Regions from separate parts of the Sus scrofa genome. Here region 2 is linked to region 1. Evidence: chromatin contacts called from public Hi-C data. All regions are on one chromosome and are shown on one strand. Each heading gives the region's core, a stretch centred on a gene start, on an enhancer-like site or on the middle of the called end of the contact. The rest is flanking DNA. Distances are from core to core; before and after follow the strand shown.

Region 1 (4,853 bases), core at 1,094-3,593:
TACAGGAGGCAAAGTGCAATTCCCACCACATTCCCCGTGTATGTGTGTATGTACGTGTATGTAGGTGCCTGTGTGTGAGTGTGTGTGGTGGTTGTCGGTTGAAGGACTATCATGACTTGTGATTTTGATTCCAAGTGTACAAAGTGAACTCTGCCATAGAGGTTACATGTTAATTCTCCCAGCAGAAACTTGAATGCCATCTTCCTTCCCTTTTCATCAAATAGTTTATAACACAAAGATTAAGGCCTCTATTAGACTTCAGCTTCATGGTGGGACAAAAGTGCTATTTCATAGTATTATTCATTTTAATCTGCAGGACAAGTAGTGTCTTTATAGAAGAGCAAACTCTTCACAAACAGAACAACCTTAAATGTCCACCAACCTTTTTTTTTTTTTGCCATGAATAATTAGGGAGTTTACATTTCCACTCTCCTGCTGACTAGCTGGAAATATATGTCAAAGATATTTTAAGTCAATGCAGAGCTTTAAAGTACTTTCGTTTTGTCTAGAGCTGAGCATGTAGTTCTCACACTCTGTTTCAGGCAATAACAGTCTTCATCTGCTGTCACTTCTCCACCATCCCGTTTTGGACCATTGGTTACTTTTAATTTTGCAAGGAAAGAAACCTAAACCAATGAAAAGACATAAATATTTTGGTGGAACTTAGACTAGTTTCCTTTCATCAGTCTTCTTCACAGGAATTTCCAGACATGGTCAGAAGTTTTGTAAAATTTAGTTCACTGGCTGTCAACAAGTGAGAGGTGTACATACTAATTTCAGTTCAGTGAAGCTTTCAAAACACTGGCGACAGAAAGGTAGTGGTAATTTGATAAGAAGTCTCGCTGTTTGGTAATGTGTTATTACACCGAATTATCTAAAAATAATATACGGTCAGAGGTCATCTGCTAAAACCTGTGTGTTGGAGTCTGAGAGAAATGACTGATGGATCCACAGGCTCACTGAACTTCAGCTCAAGCCACAACAGATGTTTACAAAATCAGAGAGCTAGACTCCAATTGGATCTAAGGAGGTCATTTTTTAAAAAATTAAATTAAAATGGACAGACTAGATCAGGTGAACAGAGAGAAACAGCTTCGAAGTTCCTGCCCCTTCGCTGCGCCTCTGCCTTCCCAAGGAGTTAATTAAATTAAGATGCCTTCCGCATAATCTGGGTTCTGTTTCTCTCTGCTCCCTCGCTCCCCCCTGCGTGAGTAATTTTCTTGTTCTGCTCAGGACTGCAGTTTGTTTAACAGAGAAAGTGGCTGTCTGTTTCGCCCTGGGAAACGCCAGTCCTCTTTTGTTCCCTCCTAACAGGTAGAAAGACAGAGCCAGCGCTCCCTCCAACAAACACCTTTTTCCCCCCTTCTTCCTACAAAGGCAACTCTTTTCTCTGTTGCCATGTCTCAAGAATCCAAGCGTTTAAACCCCAGGGGAATTTGCCTTCTGTCCCCTTCTCCAGGGCTGGAGGGATGAGAGGAAAATCAAAAGGCCAATACGAGGTTAGAGAATTACCTAGGATTCAACTACTACTTTCCTCTTGAAACGCTCTGGCTAGGCAGACACTCTATGTCCCGGCCGGTCCGCGCTGCCGCGGCCGCCTCGGGACGGGAGGACCAGGAATCCCACAGTAGGGTTAGGAAAAATATGAGGTTGTGGCGTTTTATCTCAACGTACGTAGATCAGCTTTTATAAGAAGCCTTCCTGAATGCTTAGATTAAATGTCACACGCACCCTAAAAACAGCTCACGAAAGCGTGTGTGGCGTGTTAGCTGGGAGCGGCGTGCCTGGGATCCGATAAAGTGAAAAATACAACGCCCTGGAGTGCATGCATACGATTTCTTTTCAAAACGTCTGAACTCGCGGCACACCAGACCGAGAATCTGAGCGCCCCCTTACACCCCCTGCAGCTTCCCTCCTTTAGGGCAGCTGCAGCCGGTTCCCAGAACAGACACTCACCTCTAGCAGAAAGGTCCGCCTGGGGAGCACCACTCAGACCTGGTCCAGAGAGTGAGGCACACAGCTTGGAAAGGTCATTGGGTCCACGCCTGACAAACTTCTTTTTCCGCGCGGAGTCCAGGGAGCTGCGGACATGATCTGGAGGACGACGAGCAGCTCAAACCAGAGCGGATCCTCTGAGTCGCCTTGGTCAGAGTCTGTAGACGCAGAATGTGTAAAGACCCGGGGTGGTTGGAGTTCGCACTTAGCGCTAGCCCAGAACCTCGCGCCTCTGCGATCCTCTCGCCGCCGACTCCGGGTAAGGTCGGAGCCTGCAGCCTCGCAGGGCCATCACCCTCCAGCAGCGAGCGTACGGAGCTCTGTCCCCGCCCGCGTCCCTCCCCAAGCTGCTCGCGGCGGGCTGAGTCGGGCTTTAGTAGCGGCCCCGCCTCCCCTTCGGGCGGGCGTCCCGCAGCCGCGCCGGGCCCCCTGCGCCCAGGCTCCGCCTCCGCGCCGGGCGCCCGCTAATGGTCCACTCTGTTTACTTGTGTTTGGATAGCAACTGAATCTTAAAGGCACAGACAGGTTTGCTCGAGGTTTCCCTGTTACATGGCCAAGGTGACTCAGTTCAAAGCTCACACACAAACACAACGCCCACCCTCTTCCTTCTCGGTGCCACTTTTCCTAATAATGTTGGAAACAGAACAACTGGCCTTCTGCCTCCCAAAGACCCCGCAGAGAAGCCCAAAGTGCATTTTGCAGTTTTACTTGGCGCGCTCGCCGCGTTAATTTCCACGTCTAATCACGTTTAACATAACCATCTTCTTCGTAGGTAAAAATCAATCACTTCTAGATTGTATTCGCCAGCATACATCACCCTTCCCCTAATTTTAAATACAGTTGTGTACATACTTTTGGTCAATTACGACTGTATGTATAGTCTGCTTTCGTCTGTTGTTTTCAAAACGAAGTTTGTTTATAGAGGTGACAATTGACTAATTTCGTAATTACTGCAAAGACAATGTAGAATATCCCAGGAGAATTTTTTTCCCAATATTTAAGCTTTAATCAGCCAATGTACATTTCACAAGCAGTTAGCTAACTTGGTTAAAGGGGTGGGCATCTGCAACCCATTGACAAACAATAAAGAATTCATCTGGAATAGGGGAAAAGCAATCATTTAAAAATATTTAGGAAAATACTATTCTAGCTTTTCAAACGTGTGCATCTCCATTCCTAGCAAAGACAGGGTTCATTGTTCATTCGCCAGGAAACTTAATCGAATTTGAAGTGTAGTGATACATTTTTCAGGTTCTTCTAAAGGTTCGGTCCCGTGTGAGTGTAACTGCAGAACGCACTTCAGCTACTCTGGAAATAGGGGGACCAAGTGACAGAAAGAGGATGACATACTCTCATCTTAAAAAGCCTGTGTCCAGATGAGATCTTCGTGAGCAGCACTGAGTAAAATGCCCTTCGTCCCAGACGAGTTCTCCAAAGGCGGTTTGCGTTAGCCCCCTGCAAGTCTGAGCTTGGAGGGGCGCAGGTCTTCGAGCCAAGCGGATGTACACAGTTCAGAGGTGGTCCGCCAGAATATGGTTTTGGATGTGCTGCTCCTAAGCACAATTAAAATAATCTCAATCGTGCGGGGAAGGGGACAAATATAAGCAGAAGCCTAAAAAACTGCCAAAAGGTCAAACAGTGACTGGGAAGCCAGGCAGAAGCTACAGGATATTATTTTATTAAGATAAAATCCCTTCCATTTTATTTATGCAGAGGTGGATAGAATTTTTCGTTCCTTTGGTAAAACATAATTCAGAGATAGCAGATCTTTTTTTTTTTTTTCTTTCCAATTTCAAATTTGCTAAGGTTAAAAACTGAGGTTGGAACGGAGACCCGAGCGTTGAATATCCTTCAGTATTTAACTGCTTCAAAATAGATTTGAGGAACAGTGCGGAAGAAGCGGAATGCCTGAGTTCAGGACTTTAAAAAAAAAAAAAAAAGTTTTTCCCTAATGGATTCTATAGGGGTGCTTTCATTTTAGCGCTCAGTCCTGAGCCCTAGCTATGGGGATGCCTGTGGTCCCTTCTCTCTAACCGCCTCATTCCTTCCGCAGCTTTTCTCAATTTGGAAGATTTGGAGGGAACTTTCTCTTCTTTCAGACCCCCAGGACAAGACTCCCGGGGTGGTGTTCCACGCTTCATATTTCCTTGTCTGTAAGTAGAGGTAACCCCCCAGAGGTAGGCTTCACACCTTCCCACAGAGTGTGACTGTGAGTGTGTGTGTGTGTGTGCGCGCGCGCGCGCGCGCGGAACTCCCTGCTTTTATCCCGGGCTGAAAAGAATTTCCAAATAACCACGAGCTGCGCCCTCTTTCCGCAAATCTCCTGAACCCAGGTTTTTCCTTAAACGTGTTTACTTCGCCCACCCCAGCCTCCGAAGTTCCACAATGGAGTCTGGGCCATGCTGGCCCAAGCGCTGCAGCCACTTTAAGGTAGGGAGGAGTTGGCGAGCTTTCCGGGTAGTGGGAGAAACCTCGTGGCGGGGTAGCGCCTCAGCAGCCTCCAGGCCTGGCCACCACGATGGGCAGGTGCGCGCCTCACGCGGAAAGCGAGCCGGAGGAGGCTGAACGCTGCGCCGCACCACTCTCAGGGCTCTCTCGGGCCACCTCTGCGCCCACCTGGGGCCCAGTCCTTGAGTCTCAACTCCGTGATCAGGGCAAGCCCCCTGGCCCCGCACGCTCCGTGGCGCACGCTCCGTGGGGACCTACCCAGAAGCAGCCTCCTCCGCCGGACTCTCCGGGCGACCTCGCAGGGCAAGGAAGATAGGCCCGCGGCGAGTTGTGGGGTAACCAGTGCGCGGAGCGTAGAGTCCCGGAGCCTACCGCAGCCCAGCTGCGCGCAGGGGGCTGCGTCTCTGCGC
Region 2 (4,920 bases), core at 595-3,094, 700 kb after region 1:
CTGGCCTCGCTCAGTGGGTTAAGGATCCGGCATTGCCGTGAGCTGTGGTGTAGGTCGCAGACGTGGCTCAGATCCCATGTTGCTGTGGCTGTGGTGTAGGCCAGTGGCTACAGCTCTGATTTGACCCCTAGCCTGGGAACCTCCATATGCCACGGGAGCGGCCCAAGAAATGACAAAAAGACCAAAAAAAAAAAAAGAAGAACTTCTGGGCATTGAGATTTCAGGATTGACCTGTTGCATTAACTAGTATTACCTCGTCTCTAAAATAATGCAGATAGGAGTTCCCATCGTGGCGCAGTGGAAATGAATCTGATGAGTACCCACGAGGATGAAGGTTCGATCCCTGGCCTCACTCAGTGGGTTAAGGATCGGGTGGTGTTGCTGTGAGCTGTGGTGTAGGTCACAGACTTGGCTCGGATCCCACATTGCTTTGGCTGTGGTGTAGGCCATTGGCTACAGCTCCAATTCAACCCCTAGGCTGGGACCCTCCATATGCCATGGGTGTGGCCTGAAAGAGCAATAAAGTAAAATAATGCAGATAATATCAAGCGCACAGGGTGTTGTTAGGACTGAATTAGGTGTCACAGTGCACGCATTCTCTCTCAAGTAACTCAGCAAGTTACATTCAGCAAGTGCCTCAAAAGCACATTTTCATTTGCCTGGCACTGTGCTAGGTGAGCAGGACAGATCTGTAAACAGACCAATTACTACATAACGTGGCAAATGTCCAGTTACCAGAGGGTACACAATACACAGAAGGCAGTGGTTAATTCTGGAAGATTCTGGAAAAGTGACACAGAAAGGGTAGATGGGTAGGGACTGCAGGAAGAATTAGAGCTTACCAGGTTAGTATAGGAGGCAGAGGCCTGCCCCAAGTGAGATGGATTGGTCATAAGTGGTAGGACCTGATTAGTGAGGAAGGCCCTTTACTGGTCTTTTTTTTTTGTCTTTTTTTTTTTTTTTTTTTTTGTCTTTTTGCCATTTCTTGGGCCGCTCCCATGGCACATGGAGGTTCCCAGGCTAGGGGTCTAATCAGAGCTGTAGCCACCGGCTTACACCACAGCCACAGCAACACAGGATCTGAGCCGCATCTGCGACCTACACCACAGCTCACGGCAATGCCGGATCCTTAACCCACTGAGGGAGGCCAGGGATTGAACCCGCAACCTCATGGTTCCTAGCTGGATTCGTTAAGCACTGAGCCACAACGGGAACTCCCCTTTACTGGTCTTGAGAATATTCACCTAAGCCCTAAAAACCTCAGACTCCACTTCCTAAGGGGTTAGTTCACTCCCAGTGAGCAGGCAGGAATGGCTGGTGAGGTTGGGAAAGCATGTTCTCATTTGCTCCTGGTAAAGAGAATACAAGTTTTCCTATTCTTTTTTTGGCCTCACCCACAGCAGGTGGAAGTTCTGGGACCAGGGATGGAACCTGTGCCACAGCAGTGATAACGTCTGTTCCTTAACCCACTGAGCCGCCAGGGAGCTCTTTAATTTTTTTAAGACCATGAAAAAAACTGTCCTGCTTTCTTTGTACTCATTTTGAAGGGCGTAAGGGTATCTGCGTCTGCCTCCCCAGGTTGACCATGAGCTCCCAGGGTTGAGGGACATACCCCGTCACATATGCCTCTGGGTCCCCCAGGCCTAGGGCCTGGTCTGTGGCCGGAACTCTTCAAATGCCTGTGGAATCAAAAACCTCATCGGTTCCTGGGCTGCAGCACTGAACAACAAAACTGCCCCTCCAGGGGTTGCTTTCTGAATTTCAGAAATCTCTCCATTCCCAGCTTTCCCCAGGCTGAACTGAGGCTCATCTCCCAGGAACCTGGGGGCGTGCCTGTGTCGGTACACGGCGCCACCTCGCGGCCATACTGGGTAACTGCACCATCTCGCCCTGCGAGAGCACCCTCTCTCGTGATTAGGATCCCCCTCTCATGCCCACAATTTTGAGGGAAACAGGGATCCTGAGCAAGCCATCCTCAGCCCCAGCCCCTACCCACTGTGAAGTCTCTGAGAATGGGCAGGCAATGTTTGGACCCTTGGTTATTTTGGCTCTTGATGACTTAAGCCCCTATTGGTTAAGGGGCTATTAACGGGAGGTCGCTGGGACTACCCAGTTAAGGATGCAGACAGATATGGGTTTGATTCCAATTAGCTGTGTGACCCTGGGTACTGTCTCACCTCACTGAGCCTCAGTTTCTCTCTCTATAACATGAGGATGATGTAACTCAGAATTGCTGTGACATATGCCATGTTACATAAGCTAAGGTTTGTGAGCTGTAATCACAAACACAAAGGCACTTGTGCTGCTGTGACTTCACTTGAGTTTCGCTTCAAGAAGGTGCAGTGGGAAGTTCCCTTCATGGCTCAGCAGAAACGTATCTGACTAAGATCCATAAGGATGCAGGTTCAACCCCTGGCCTCACTCAGTGGGTTAAGGATCCAGCGTTGCTGTGAGCTGTGGTGTAGGTTGCAGACGCAGCTCGGATCCTGCGTTGCTGTGGCTCTGGCATAGGCCACAGCAACGCAGGGCCGCACCCATGGCATACGGAGGTTCCCAGGCTAGGGGTCTAATCGGAGCTATAGCTGTCAGCCTACACCACAGCAACATGGGATCCAAGCTGCTTCTGCCACCTCTGCGACCTATGCCATAGCTCACAGCAATGCTGGATCCTTAACCCACTGAGCGAGGCCAGGGATCAAACCCGCATCCTCATGGACCTTAGTCAGGTTTGTTAACCACTGAGCCACGACGGGAACTTCAAACCCAAGCCTTCTTGTTCTCGCCAGCATTCCAGGCAGCTCCTCAAAGGAAGAGATGCGGAGGGCAGAGCTGCTGAAGAAAGTTGGGGCTGTCACAAGAGAGGAAGAGGAGTTTCCACCGTGCTACAATGAGATCGGTTGCACCTCTGGAGCACTGAGACGCAGGTTCAATCCCCAGCCCTGCACAGTGGGCTTAAGGATCCTCCAAGTCACAACAGCGGCTCAGATCTGATAACTTGCCCAGGAACTCATATGCCAGCAGGTGGCTAAGAAGAGCAAAACAAAGCAAAAAACAAGAGAGGAAGAAAGCAGAGCTGCAGCACTTGAGTGCAACCTGCTCATTCCCTTGTGGATATTAGACTCTTTCTGCAAAAAAGTTTTACTTTAAAAGTTGGTCCTGAGAAGTGCCTGGCCTGATCAGGAGACCTGGGCTCTGGTCCCGGCTGTTACTGAGCGGCTCTGACTGGGTGACAGTGTGACGCCCCCTCCCCTGCAGAATGAGGGAGGAGGTTGGCTAAGACGCCTGTCCGGGGCCTTTCAGCTCCCAAGCTGGCCCTGGATAGCTGGGCTTGCAGAGGCTCTGCACGTGTGTACAGGCACGAGGTTATCATCGTTGCTTCTCGGAGATCTGGGGTGGAAGAGAGGACAGAGAGGTCTGGCCTGGAGGCGACAGATGGAAAGAATAACTCTTGACTCAACCTCGTGAACAGGAGATTAACACTAATCCTCATCTTCGGGACTGGGGAGCCGCGCCCCAGGGGGCCCACACAAGCGGCAGGGGCAGCCGGCTTCCCCGCCCCACCCCGACTCGGGGGCCAGGTGAAAAGGATGAGATGCACTAAAATCCAAAGACCAAGGCTCGGCAGATCGGGAGGAGAGGTGAGGTCTGGAAACGACCTCTCTGGGTTCAGAAAGACACGGCTCCGCTGTGTACCCGCTCTTCTCTGGGGGGGAGGGGGGCCGTGTTTTTTATTGCTTCGCTTTTGGCTGATGTTTTGAACATGGACCGGGCCAAGTGGGAAACGTCATCATGGGCCTTTCACACATGCCTATCAAAGGCAAGATGAATGGTCTGGCTGGTGCTCAGATCGTAAATAACAGCGGCATTATCAGGGCAAAATGAGAGAGGGAGAAACGCAAATGAAATGAATCCACTGGGACTCCGAGGGCCATCTTTCCCAGGAAAAAAAAAAAAAAAATGTCAGGATGAGAAAGACTCAATTCTGATGCCAGACCAAGAGCCAAAGTTCTGAACACTCTTCACGTGGTACCAAAGGAGCAAGCTGTTGACCTTGAATGGCTTCAGGACAAAGCGTGCGCCTGGTTCGTGTTTGTTCTGACACAGAACTGATGGTCCCAGGGGATAAAGGTCGGGGAGTTGGGGGGGATGGAGGTGGAGGCACAGCATGGGGTGCGGCTGTGAGCTTCAGCTCCACGTCAGCTGGCTTGGGCCCTCCCAGTCCCCGAATCTGTGACTTTCCAGCAAATCACTGAACTTTGCTATGCCTCAGTTTCTGCATCTGTAAAATGGAGCCCATGGTGAGAGCATGGTTATAAACAGTAACCGGATGACTGCGCACAAAGGCCAGCACAGAGGGAGCTCTCTTTGTTCCTGACAGTGACTGAAGAAAGAAACTGAAAGTGCATCCCACATGCCATGCTGGCAGAATTGTTTTCATGCCACAGGGAGACACAGGCTGAGGAAGCCCTGGTGGGGGTGGTGATGAGGAGGGAGGTGTCGTGCTGGGGTTTGGGGCTCCCTAGCTGCTCCTGCTCCCCTCTTCCCTCTCTCCACTCCTCCTCAGACCTGGGGAGGTGTCCACGGACTCAAGCTGCGAACATGTCAGACATGCAGCCCACGGCCACCCTCCCCTCCAGCCTCTGGGCAGGTGTGGTGGGCAGAGCCCCCTGTGATGAGGCTGGCCCAGGATAAAACACACGCCAGACCCCAACCCTCACTGACCCCAGGCTGAAGGCCAGCGTCCCCTAGGCTGCCACTTCCTTCCCCGTCAGGGGAACCCTATCCCCAGGGTGTTTACCTGAACCAATCCAAGCTTTTTAGGCGCCAAACTCTGCCCTTGGGAAAAAACAGTTCCTACCTTCTTTCCTCTCTGATCCAAACGGATGGCTCTGCCAGTCGCTCAGAGGCAGAAAATAATTA

The links. Hi-C and Micro-C count contacts between places; a contact is called where the count stands out from the background.
Region 2: a contact with region 1 is called in a Hi-C map of subcutaneous adipose tissue, with 1.8 times the contacts expected there. The contact joins the enhancer-like site here to the promoter of OSR2 in region 1. A contact is called at or near these places in 1 of 5 promoter capture datasets (fetal skeletal muscle) and 6 of 47 Hi-C or Micro-C datasets (embryonic fibroblasts, epiblast stem cells, heart right ventricle and 3 more).

What each region holds. Positions count from the first base shown.
Region 1 is chr4:37,895,592-37,900,444 of Sscrofa11.1, forward strand. OSR2 (protein odd-skipped-related 2) reads right to left here and starts at 2,344. Exons shown (of 4, transcript XM_005655349.3): 1 at 1,957-2,344.
Region 2 is chr4:38,593,732-38,598,651 of Sscrofa11.1, forward strand. No RefSeq gene overlaps it. Among named protein-coding and RNA genes, the nearest start is that of POP1, 60 kb to the right of the region's middle. Within about 2 kb of position 1,845, at least 6 of the 83 cell types and tissues checked have an H3K27ac peak or open chromatin away from gene starts, as enhancers often do. A contact at or near this core is called in subcutaneous adipose tissue, where this site is marked.